Linked DNA regions of Mus musculus: regions 1 and 2 are each linked to region 3. Evidence: chromatin contacts called from public HiCAR-type and HiChIP or PLAC-seq data. All regions are on one chromosome and are shown on one strand. Each heading gives the region's core, a stretch centred on a gene start, on an enhancer-like site or on the middle of the called end of the contact. The rest is flanking DNA. Distances are from core to core; before and after follow the strand shown.

The links. HiChIP or PLAC-seq counts read pairs in DNA pulled down with a chosen protein or histone mark. HiCAR-type assays count read pairs that join an accessible place to other places.
Region 1: a contact with region 3 is called in a HiCAR-type map of fibro-adipogenic progenitors, with 5 times the contacts expected there. The contact joins two enhancer-like sites. A contact is called at or near these places in 1 of 15 datasets of contacts at CTCF or cohesin (the NIH/3T3 cell line), 6 of 484 Hi-C or Micro-C datasets (ECoMG-derived neutrophils, the G1E-ER4 cell line, bone marrow-derived macrophages and 3 more), 18 of 115 datasets of contacts at active chromatin or transcription factors (T-cell acute lymphoblastic leukemia, bone marrow-derived macrophages, craniofacial prominence and 11 more) and 3 of 9 other capture datasets (adipose tissue, embryonic stem cells and liver).
Region 2: a CTCF HiChIP or PLAC-seq map of the NIH/3T3 cell line shows a contact between it and region 3, with 5 read pairs. The contact joins two enhancer-like sites. A contact is called at or near these places in 1 of 15 datasets of contacts at CTCF or cohesin (the NIH/3T3 cell line), 1 of 484 Hi-C or Micro-C datasets (nephron progenitors), 9 of 115 datasets of contacts at active chromatin or transcription factors (VIP interneurons, bone marrow-derived macrophages, effector CD8 T cells and 6 more) and 4 of 9 other capture datasets (adipose tissue, embryonic stem cells, liver and 1 more).

What each region holds. Positions count from the first base shown.
Region 1 is chr13:93,838,580-93,842,494 of GRCm38.p6, reverse strand. All of the region lies in intron 4 of Arsb (arylsulfatase B), which reads right to left. Among named protein-coding and RNA genes, the nearest start is that of Mir5624, 50 kb to the right of the region's middle. Within about 2 kb of position 2,139, at least 135 of the 459 cell types and tissues checked have an H3K27ac peak or open chromatin away from gene starts, as enhancers often do. A contact at or near this core is called in fibro-adipogenic progenitors and forebrain, where this site is marked.
Region 2 is chr13:93,896,999-93,900,825 of GRCm38.p6, reverse strand. All of the region lies in intron 6 of Arsb (arylsulfatase B), which reads right to left. Among named protein-coding and RNA genes, the nearest start is that of Mir5624, 110 kb to the right of the region's middle. Within about 2 kb of position 2,100, at least 85 of the 459 cell types and tissues checked have an H3K27ac peak or open chromatin away from gene starts, as enhancers often do. A contact at or near this core is called in the NIH/3T3 cell line, where this site is marked.
Region 3 is chr13:94,176,584-94,180,516 of GRCm38.p6, reverse strand. All of the region lies in intron 3 of Lhfpl2 (lipoma HMGIC fusion partner-like 2), which reads right to left. LOC115488151 (a long non-coding RNA gene) reads right to left here. Exons shown (of 2, transcript XR_003950582.1): 2 at 1-3,933. Among named protein-coding and RNA genes, the nearest start is that of Scamp1, 110 kb to the left of the region's middle. Within about 2 kb of position 1,751, at least 98 of the 459 cell types and tissues checked have an H3K27ac peak or open chromatin away from gene starts, as enhancers often do. A contact at or near this core is called in the NIH/3T3 cell line, fibro-adipogenic progenitors and forebrain, where this site is marked.

The DNA of each region.
Region 1 (3,915 bases), core at 890-3,389, 340 kb after region 3:
GAACACAGAGCACAGAACAGAACACAGAGCACAGAACACAGAGCAAACAGAGCACACAGTACACAGCACAGAACACAGAGCACACAGCACAGAACACAGAGCACACAGCACAGAACACAGAGCACACAGCACAGAACACAAAGCACAGCACAGAACACAGACCACAGAACACAGAGCAAACATTGCACACAGTACACCGCACAGAACACCGAACACCGCACAGAACACCGAGCAAACAGAGCACACCGTACACCGCACCGAACACCGAACACCGAACACCGCACAGAACACCGAACACCGAACACCGCACAGAACACCGAGCAAACAGAGCACACCGTACACCGCACAGAACACCGAGCACACAGCACAGAACACAAGCCCCCCGCACAGAACACCGAGCCCCCCGCACAGAACACCGAACACCGAGCACCGCACCGAACACAGAGCACAGAACACAGAGCAAACAGAGCACACAGTACACAGCACAGAACACAGAGCACACAGCACAGAACACAAACACACAGCACAGAACACACAGCACAGAACACAGAGCACAGAACACAGAGCAAACAGAGCACACAGAGCACAGAGCACACAGCACAGAACACAGAGCACAGAGCAAAGGGCACAGAGCACACAGCACAGAACACAAAGCACGGAGCAAACAGCACAGAACAGAGCACAGAGCAAATAGAACACAGAACACAGAGCACACAGCACAGAACACAGAGCACAGAACACAAGCACACAGCACAGAACACAGAGCACACAGCACAGAACACAGAGCACAGAACACAGAGCAAACAGAGCACACAGACCACAGAGCACACAGCACAGAACACAGAGCACAGAGCAAAGAGCACAGAGCACACAGCACAGAACACAGAGCACAGAACACAGAACACACAGCACAGAACACAGAGCACACAGCACAGAACACAGAGCACACAGCACAGAACACAGAGCACAGAACACAGAACACAGAGCACACAACACAGAGCAAACAGAGCACACAGCACAGAACACAGAGCACACAGCACAGAACACAGAACACAGAGCACAGAGCACAAAGCACAGAACACAGAGCACACAGCACAGAACACAGAACACAGAGCACAGAACACAGAGCAAACAGAGCACACAGTACACAGCACAGAACACAGAGTGCAGAGCACAGAACAGAGAACACAGAACACAGAGCACAGGGCATAGAACACAGAGCAGAGAATACTGGAGAAGAGAAATGTGAGGTGAGTTCCTCATGTTTTTCAGATTATTGATTTCTTCACTCACTATTAGAAGTAGGGATTTCTTCAAAAGAATACTATCAGTGCCTACTTCATGTTTCATGTGTCAGACCTGAAAGACAGAGGAGAGAAAACAAACACACAGAGCTTACCCCGTCACAAGAATTAATAAAACCCAGAGTCCACTCATTTACCATTTGCCCTATGAAGTCTCAGACAGTCTGCTTTCTGCTTCTCATTTTTATCTGCCACAGTGAGGAAGCCTTGACTTGTTTACTCCATCTTAGCTAGCTGGAGATAGCTGTACCATGGTTTGAATGAGAACAGGCCAAGGGCACATGAGCTGTTTGCCTCTGTTTTTAAAGTCTAGGAATGAATGAAAACAAAAGTGTAATGAGGTGCATGGTATAAGGTAAGAATTAAAGAAAAAAAATTGGTTTGCTAGGCCCTGATTAAAGGCCTCCTAGGCTGTTAGTGTTGTGGCAAGGGGAGACAGGTTCAGTCTCCTTTCCATGAACACAACTAGGAGAAGCCTGGCCCAGGGACAAATGCATGGCTGTACACAATCAAAAGCCAACAAGGCTACATAGAAAGATCCAGCGCTGAGAGCTGGGGTAACATGCAGGCCAGGCAGCTCCATACTGGACCTTCATAGAGACCAAAGGCATATCCACTGGGGCCAAGAGACCTTGACAAGGTAATTATTTTTCTCCAGTTGGTTTTGTCATTTAAAAAAATTATACAGTGAGATTATTTTCCTAAAAGGAAAGTGAGAGGCAGTTCCTAGGGGCATTTTTTTTTTTTTATTACTCCTGACCCTGCTCTCCTCCCTGTCTTTGCACATGGCAGAAAGGGTTTCAAGGACTTTGGCTCAGCATGGGGAGGAGTGGCCCAGCTCTGAAGTGAGTCATGGCTATCTTCACTAGGGAGTCTTGAGTTACCAGAGACAAGCACTCAGTGGCTGCTAGCGTTGCTTCAGCTGAGTCAAGCTTTGGACGTTCATTTCTTATATTGTATCTGGGTTTGCCCAACAGATCATAAAGTCTTCATCCTAGGAGAGAATCTAGTTATATTATATCTGGGTTTAACCCTACAGATATGAAGTCTTCATCCTGGGAGAGAATCTAGTTATAGTTAAAAAACACTTTTTTGTTAAGCATTTGGAAGGTCTCTGTGGAGAGGCCCTGCTAGAAGTTGGCCCCACAGGGGAGAGGCCACAGTTAAGCAGTTGCACAGATGGCCAAGAGGAGCAGAAGAGGCCAAATCTATTGTGAATTTTCACTTGCAGCTGTATGGAAAGCAGTTATGATGGCGAGTCAATTGCTGTGGGTTTCTAGCTTTAAATTCAGGCACAGGAAGCAAATGTTTTCAAATGCCGAGCATACAGGGAGATTAAAGGACTGGGGACAGGTTTGAACCCACAGAGCCTTTCACTGGCAAGTGAGAGGGGTCTCTGTTGACAGGAAAGTCAAGTGTGGTAGCTGGCATAGAAACCAACCTGACAGATCCTATGTGTTTTCCCCAGGATAGATATTTTTGCTTCTGTCTAGTAAGGCTTTGTGTTGGGGTTCTGATTTCTCTTTTCTGCTGTTCAGATCCAAAGTTTATGCTTGCCAACCACTCTGGGTCACGTATGAATGGCAGGACTAGTGGCTCTGTCACGCATGCGCCATTTCAGAGTTTTGTCTGGAACTCTCCCTGTGCAGTAAAAAATCGAGCGTCTTCTGACCCCCTCCAACACCCTGCCCCCATTTCCACCCTCCATTTGGCCCGCTGCTGGGACTATAGTCTATCACTTATCTAACATAAAATAAACAGAACAATCTGGAGCTAATTTAGGTGGTTTGCCATATCAGGATACAGCTGGGAAAGATTTTAAGAAAAGGCTGGACAGGAACAATAGCGCTGTGAAGTGGAGCAGTGTGGAGAGCACAGGAAGGCAGTTTCAGACAGCCTGGCAGACAGCTGTCAGCCACTCCAATAACAATCCCCAAAGCCAATGAAAACGGGCAGGCTCTGTGCAGGGAGCTCGGCCCTGCAGAACACCAACAAGGAAAACAAGGGATTAGAGGGCGTTCTGACTTAATGGTTAGGAGTTGTCAGGGCCACCTGTCTCCCGGGAGCCCTTCACCAGGGCTCCTGGCCAGCAAGGCCTGAAGAGGAATCGCAGAGGAGACCTTCCATTTCTCTATAATTCTGGCCAAGATTTTTTTTTTTAAGATGCATGCATACATACTGGCTTTATCCTGACTTATGAATTCAGCAAGGCCCACAGCAGCACATCTGTTTTTGACATCAATTTCTCCTACTCTGCAGGATGGTTGAGGGTTTTGGTTTTTTTTTTTTTTAACTCTTTGGGGGCCTCTGGCTAGACCTTAAATTTCCTGGTGCAACTTGACAGAGGTGAAAGGGCTTGAGGGAGCTAAACAAAGCTGTGTGTTGTTCTTGAAAGAATTTGTGAGTGCTTTATATTAAATCAAGAGAAAAGAAATAAAAAGAAAAGAAAAGAAACCACCTCGGACCAAGCTCTTGACAAAGATCCAACCAGTTAGAGATGCTCTGAAGTCTAAAGGTAGCAGAGAGGTTCCTGCCAAGGCACGGGTCAGAAGCACCACGATTGGCTCTCTGTCAACTCTCGCCACTTGGCCAAGGCTTCTGGGTCAGTTTC
Region 2 (3,827 bases), core at 851-3,350, 280 kb after region 3:
TATACATGCCCCCATCCTGGTGGGCTCCGGCTTCTTGGGGATGACATCCCATTTATCTTTCTATCTCCCGCAACCCTGCACAGTGAACACTAAGTGCAAGCTGAAGGGGTTTATTGGATTGGATTTGCAGCTGAGATTTCCTTTGCTGTTGGATTTTTGGTAGATGCTTAAGGTTCCTTGATCCAGGGAGATGAGGGCCAGCCAGCACCTTTATCTCAGTCTACTCCTGGAGTCCCCTTGAAGGAGTGAGAGGCCACAGGAGCCCAAGGCACCACCATCCAAAGGAGGCTGAAAGTCAGGGCAGGGGAAGGACCTGTAGCTGTAGAAGGACCACCTGTCCCTCCCCTCAGCTGCTCACAAGCTGGACTGCTCTCAAAGGAAGCTCTCAGCCTTGGCAGAGGCCAAGTGTGTTCTCAGTAGAGAGAGTGTGTGTGTGACACAATACAGGGGCTGTAAGTGGAGAGAAAGGAGCTTTCTTGTTGATTTACTGTTTGAAACGTGTGTTTCAGGAGAAATAGTCACCAAGATAAAATGTGTAATAAATTCTGAACCATGAAGAAAAAGCATCCCTTGCTGGCCTCTACAATCTGTAATACTATATCTCAGTCAGTCAGTCAGTCAGTCAGTCAGTCAGTCAGTCAGTCAGTTTGCAATCCTGGCACAATCCCTGATGCTAGACCAGATAGTCTGCAGAGCAGGACCCATCCATAGTTAATCTCCATAGTAACAGAGTCTAGCATGATTCTGGGAATCAGCCTGGTACCACAGAGGAGGGAGGGACAGTCAGGGGCAAGGCCAAGTGGGGGATGAGTGCTGAAGGAAACCCTGGTGACTAGCTTTGGGAAATGTACAAGGTGGCTTCTGAGATGGAGCCAGGACATTCAGAGATCTTGGTAGCCTGTAGGGGTTGCTGTGGTTAAAAGGAATGGCCTCCTGAAACTTGACCCCCAAGGTACTGAGAGGTAGGGTCACAAGGTGGAATGATTTAGTTCCTCCACCATGAATAGGATGGACAGGCTTAGTTAGTGCCCTCACAAAAAGACCTGAGGAAGAGAGATACTTCCCTTTTTCACCTTTGCCCTTCTGACCCCATTTGCCTTAAGACATCACAGCCAAGGGAAACCATTTTTGACTTGGAGATTAAGCCCATTATAGACACTACATCTGCAGATACCTTGACCTTGGGCTTCTTGGCCTCCACAACTGTGAACAATAAATGTCTGATATTTATGAGGTGTTTGACCCGTGGTATTTTGTTATAGCAGCAGGAATGGATTAAGACAGGTATGCAGGAAGAGGGCTAGCTGTGGTGAAAAGGAATAGGCCCACATGCTTAAGGATTCAGCCAAATGATCCTGTGCATGACTGGCTGAATGGACCACTGGCTCTGCTGCAGGTCAGAGGAGGAAGATCCTAACAGCGGCGGTCTTGGCATCCTTGACACTTCATGTAGATGATGCTCTGTTAGGGAGCTGATGTATACATTGTGATTGTCAGTATCCTTGGTCTCTACCCATTTGTAACTACCAAAAAGCTTTCTAGAAGTCACCAAGTCTCCCCCAGAGGCAAAGCAGCCCCCATAGAAAGTCACTAATCTCTACTTACTGAACTAAGGCATATGGCAAACAAAAACAAAGCAAAACATTTCATATGAAACCAAGTATATGGGGGAAAAGCAGCACACATGTATACAATTCCACATGCCTATATTGTTTAAATGAGTAACTGAAGGATTCTGAAAGGGCAAATTAAACCCGTTAGCACTGGCACCCAGCTGGGGTCATGGGGAACTCGGGCTTTGTCCATACTGCTTGGTTCAAAAGAAAAAAAGGAAGGAAGGAAGGAAGGAAGGAAGGAAGGAAGGAAGAAAAAAGGAAGGAAGAAATGTCCTCAAGGTTAAAATTAGTTAATCAGTGGAAACTGAAGATATGGGGAAAGCATGTGTTCAGAGGTACAAATGATGCAGAATTAAAAGCAGGAACTTTTAGGGTGTAGGAAAACAGCACTGCTAAATTAAGTCAAGTTCTGCGTGTGCACTGTGAGAAGGGGCTGAGTCACTTTCAAAATGCCCGTACTCACAAGTTCACAGTTCCAGCCACAGTTAAACACTGGAGTTTTTCTGACGCATGTTTCTTTCATTTTGCAGCGCTGTGGTATGTGTACAGCTTTCTGTGAGGACAGCGCTGATGCCACTGTGGGAACTGTCACTCTGCAGAGGTGGCAGGACCTGAGAGTGAGCGCTTGACTTTGAGTGTATGCGGTCTGCCCTAGCCGGGTACACTGTAGGAACGGATCTGTTTTTCATTAATTTGTTTGTCATTTTCCTCCACGATCTGGGGAACATTTATTTTCCCTGAAGCAAAAGGATCTGAAATGTCAGAGGTTTTTCTTGGTTCTGCTAGGGGAATGGGTTGTTGAGCAGAAGAAATTTGTCTTGTGGAAGGAGGCATTTTGTGACCTTTTGCCATCGTGCAGCGATAATGAGTTTTCTGACAAACCTGGAAACCTTGGGTTTCTTTGTTAAAATGATAAGCTTTGAGGAATAACTTTGACCTAGACCTTTGTAGAATTAATCAAATACAGATTTTGGAAAAATTGATGAGTTTGGTCTTTATCAAGACACTCTAATTTATTACTGTCACTGAGGCAGTTTACAGATCTATACTATGTAGAGAAATCAAACGATTAACTCCAGCCCCAAGGCTCTGAGCAGAGTTCCCACACTTATGGGGGTGGGGGAGGGGAGGAGAGGAGAGGGGAGGGGAGGGGAGGGAAGGGAAGGGAAGGGGAGGGGAGGGGAGGAGAGGGGAGGGGAGGGGAGGGGAGGGGAGAGGAGAGGAGGGGAGGGGAGAGGAGAGGAGTGGTGTCCAACCTGAGCACAGTATTGCTTTGTTTCCTTTCTCCTTTGTTCTTTCTTTCTAATGTTTAATTGTAAATAAAATACATCCAGTGAATTAGGTCAAAAGGATAATGAAAACTGTCTTCACACCTCCCTCACACTCAGAGACCATTATATACTTCTGTATATTCTAATTCCATTTGATTCCTCTATTATTTTTTATAAACTGACGCCAAATAGAAAACACTTTTACTTTTTATTGGACCAGAATGTTTGCCACTAATCTTTAAACACTCTGAGTAAAAAACACAGGAACAATCAATTCTCCCAGTTTCCCTCTGACTGTGGTTAAATGATGAGACCTGCTTCTTATATCCCAGGAAGTTGCCTTTATTTTTTCAGGAGATACAGAGACAGGCTCGCTGGTCCCAGAGACAGGATGAGCTCTTACGATGGAGCTGGGTGAGGATGCTCTTTGTCTTCTGAGATACAATGACAGATCAACAGGCAAAGGTTGCACAGAATGACCTGCCATGCCTTTTATAGAGGCAAAAGCTGGGGGCAGTCTCTTGGGCACACAGAGGCAGCACTTGCTTTTTCTATGCAATCTTTCTGGGAGTCCATAAGAGTTTGTCTGCACCCAACCTCAGCACTTCTATAAGATCAGAGGAGTTTCTGTGAAGAAGTCAGACCCACTGCCAAAGCAGTCCCAGGGAGACTCTGGGAAGAAGCCTACAACCCCCTTACTATCAATTTGGGAACCTCTTCCAGGTAGATACTCAGCTCACTGACATTTCCCAAGAGCCTAAGTTTTCTTTTTGAATGTTGGCACCATAGGACATTAACTTAGGGTTTCTACTGCTGTGATAAAACACCATGAGCAAAAAGCAAGTTGGGGAGGAAAGGATGTGTTTGTTTTATATTTTCCTATTGTTGTTCATCATTGAAGGAAGTCAGGACAGGAACTCAAACAGGGCAGAAACCTGAA
Region 3 (3,933 bases), core at 502-3,001:
GTGTCTATTTACTAAAGTTACTTGAAAGAACATTATTAAATAACAAACTCATATTTGTACTATAACACAGAGATATAGTTTTTTTTTTTAAAGTGGTTTTACAGCTTTGGAAAATACTACCATTGCCTTAGCTCTTAAAACAGAGTGCCTACATCACTCAGGTAAATAAACATTCAGAGCCACGTCAAAGCCATTATCCCATGACTTGCTAATGTAGGTTGAACACAGAGCATCAGCCGCTTCACGGTGGTTTATGCCTGCAATCAAGTAGGTGCCGCGGCAGACTGTTTTCATATTCTATTTGCAAATCAGACACTGTATCTGAATTTTAAGAGCGTTTGCAATTTTCTTCAGGCCCATACAACAGATTCTTCTTAAAAAATGCATCCCAGCCTCTGGATTCTTCACATTAATGGCTGCCTGGTCTATCTGTGGTTAAACACTAGTCTTTATTTCATGGTATGACTGGGCTCTTTATATATATATATATATATTTGGTTCCCTTTACACATACGTGTGTGTATATATATACACAGTTCCCGTTGGAGAGGCCGGAGGTATTGTATTCCCCTTGTAGCTGGAGTCACAGGTGGTCATGAACCACCTAATATGGAATCTGCATTTTCTAAGAGAGTGGCACTTGCTTCTTTACCATCTCTGTAGGCCCAACCTGTGATACTGTAAAACTGATTCAAACAGGAAACTGTTAACAGAGGCATTGTCTGTGTAGAGAAACCAAGAGCCCCCATCCGGGAAGCCAGAAGTCTCCTGTGCCTGGCTTTCACCAAAAGGGAGAGCTGGCTTGTCCTCACAATTCTCCTTAAGTCCCCTTTCCCTGGGGAGATCCAAAGTTGCTCACCAAGGTCACTCTGCCTTCTCAGGATAAGGTAGGTGACTTTCTCAGAGGTAAAATTATGCCTAGGCTCGTCTTCATCCTGAGACCCTGGTTTCGTTCCTCTCCCCTTTCTTAGTGATTTCATCCTTCTGGTCTTGAATGAACGAACAGGGAGAGGAAAAGCGTACGGGTAGGCTGAGACCCAGCTGGGCTATGCATGCCACTGGCGGCGGCTCCTGCTGCTGGTTTTCACACGATGGGAGAAGAGCAATGAACCCAGTTCCAGATGTCAGTCATGGTGTGCCTGCCCACTCGCCTCTCAGACACTGGCTCAGGAAGGTCAGTTCTAGATGGAACGAGTGGTGTCCGACGTGCCCTCTATACCTCCACTCACACTCTGGTTCACGAGGGAAGACCAAGCCTGGCTGGCAATTGTGGTGTTTACGTGCCCACTCACCCCTCCGCACACTCACCTTCATGAACACAATGGCAGCTGGTGCCACACACAGCCGCTCACACTTAGATGCGGTGTCACGGTCATCAAAGCCCCCCAACGTCCTCTCACATTCTCTTACCACTTTTCCTTTGCACAGTCTCTCCCACTCTCTCCCACTCTGCTCACTTCTAAGGAAACAGGATCATACACACCAGGCCCTTCGTGGCCAAGGCTGGGGTTCCCATGGCGACCCCCTCCACTGTAGCAGACCTGCAGACCAGAGTGACAGCTGGCTGAGAAGGCCCTGTGAGGCTGATCACACAGACAGAGGGCCGACCGGAGTAGAGTATGAGATCCAACAGACAGAAAGAAGCTTGTGAGGCAGGACTGGAAGACAGCAGGCAGCCAGGCTCAGCAACCGGCATGGCAAAGCCTAGCAGAACCCATCCCTGCCAACACCACTGAGCCAAGTCCTGAGCTCATTTGAATGGCTTCTGTCCCAAACCTGAGTCACTGGGGATTCGGTGGACGTCTGTGTTCACACTGTATGCATTTCAAAAAACAAACTGCTTGATGCTGTCATGGAAAACCTGGATCTTTGCATTCTACAGTTTCAGTATGGATTACATCCAGGTCACAACCTACGGAAGACAGCTGGCAAAAGCCAGCCCTGCTGGCCAGCTACCCAGCTTTTGTAACGAGTCCCAGAGGGATTGGAACCCATGTGTGCTGCTGGCTCTGCCAAGTCCCAGACTTGCTCTCCTCTAGTGCACACCAGTCTGAGGTTTCTGCGGCCGGGGGAGTCTGAGCAGCCACCTGCAGTCAAGACTCAAGTGTGGAAGCTGCCTCCAGGAAGAAAAAGTATAAGGACGTGTACGTGTGGGAAAGAGGAAGAGTATCTGCTCTTTTGTGCTTCTTGGAACCGTGATGGAAGACCCAACTGTCCAAGGCCTCAGGACGGCTCTGCACCTGTGCCGGACAGCCTCACCCCAGGCAGGCAGTCAAGGAACCAGAGAGCAGTACCAGGCAGAAAATACAGGACTTGAAGATAATATGGCCAACTACAATGGCTTATAAAAGGTATCCAACCCCTTAGAATGCAAAAGCATCCTAAAGTTTGGTGGCAAGAAAGCAGCAACATTTTCACGATCACCACAGAGCTAACACCATCTCCCAGACGCCAAACACCATGTTTGTCATGCTAGTAAACTAACATAACCCTCAAACGCCTTTACCATGATTAGATTCGTTTACAAGTGGGCAGACTTGGAGCTTAGAGAAATGGGCTTAGTTGACCAATGTTTCTCAGGCCTTCTGAGGTAAGGCCTAACTCCAGTGATGGCCAGAGGTGACTGCTTAACACCAAGGCTTCTGTGTGAGGGTAGAGATGTCCAGTTTCCTGGCTGTCGATAGGTCAGGCCTTGAAACAAATCCTACTATTTCAGTTATCTGGACTTGATGCTTTAAAAGTTAACAGGTAAGAAATTTCTACTGAGGCGATAGTATCTTTCACACGTAACTCTAACGCCAAAATACCACTATTTAAAATGTTTTGTTTTGAGCGAGGGTCTTGATACATAGCCCAGGCTGGACTTGAACTTAAGATCCTTCTGCCTCCCTCTCCCAAATGCTCAGGTTACATACAGTTCAGTTTGTATTTCTATATAAGCCTGTGGAATATTTATTTTTTTTAAATTAGGTATGCCTCAGGAATATGCTTATGTCATCTCGTAATTTTACATCCTGTCACTTTTTAAAGTGTCATTTTTCCATGGAGCAAGAAGCAATACTAACACTTACCCCAGTGTTAGTATTATACAGCTCTAGGAAGAGCTTCTTTGCATCCAGGTAAACAGACCACAAGGGGGCGTAGTAGAGGAACACTCCAGGCAGCCACTCATGCGTTGAGGGTGGGTAGGACAGCCGCTAGCAAAGAGAAGGACCGTCACCATCTCCACACTGGTGTGGCTACTTTTGTAGCCAAATGTTCCAGGCCTAGGCCTACAGGGGCCTAGGGCCTGGTGTGGACCTCAATCCCGGGAGAAGGAACTTAGTAGCCCTTTTAGCAGACATGGGCACACGGGAAGAGTAAGCCCCTGATCTTTATCATCACTTCGCTGAGGTGTGCTTGAGCCCAGCTGTGGACAAAGCAGCCAGCCTTTTCTGTATTGCAGAGCTTCACCTTAAACCCACAGCCTCTAGAGAGCAGACTTGGAGTCGGGAGGGCCGTTTGCCTCTTGCCGATTGAAAACTGTGAGTAACCTCAGAATTTCTGAAATGTGCCCAAGTCACAGGGATGGACAGAAAACTCAAATTTACTCAAATTTCTTTAGGAAGATCAGACTTTTGTAACTATCCTCTCTAGCAGGCTGCCCATGAGGTAGGGGTGTGTGTGTGTGTGTATCCTCTTCAACTCTTCTCAAATGATCTATGAAGAGAGATAAGTCAGAAAAATTCACGGTCAAGGATATACAATGAACTCTGCAAAAAAAAAAAAAAACGTTTGCTTGCCAATTAGGAGAAACAGCAAACAAGAGTTCGTTGGGCTAACATCCTCAGGGATAGGGTTTGCTGGAATGGTCCTTCTTAAAAACCCATACACATGCTGAATGTGACAGCCTAGTGCCTGTAATGCCAGCAACCTGGAAGCTGAGGCAGGAGG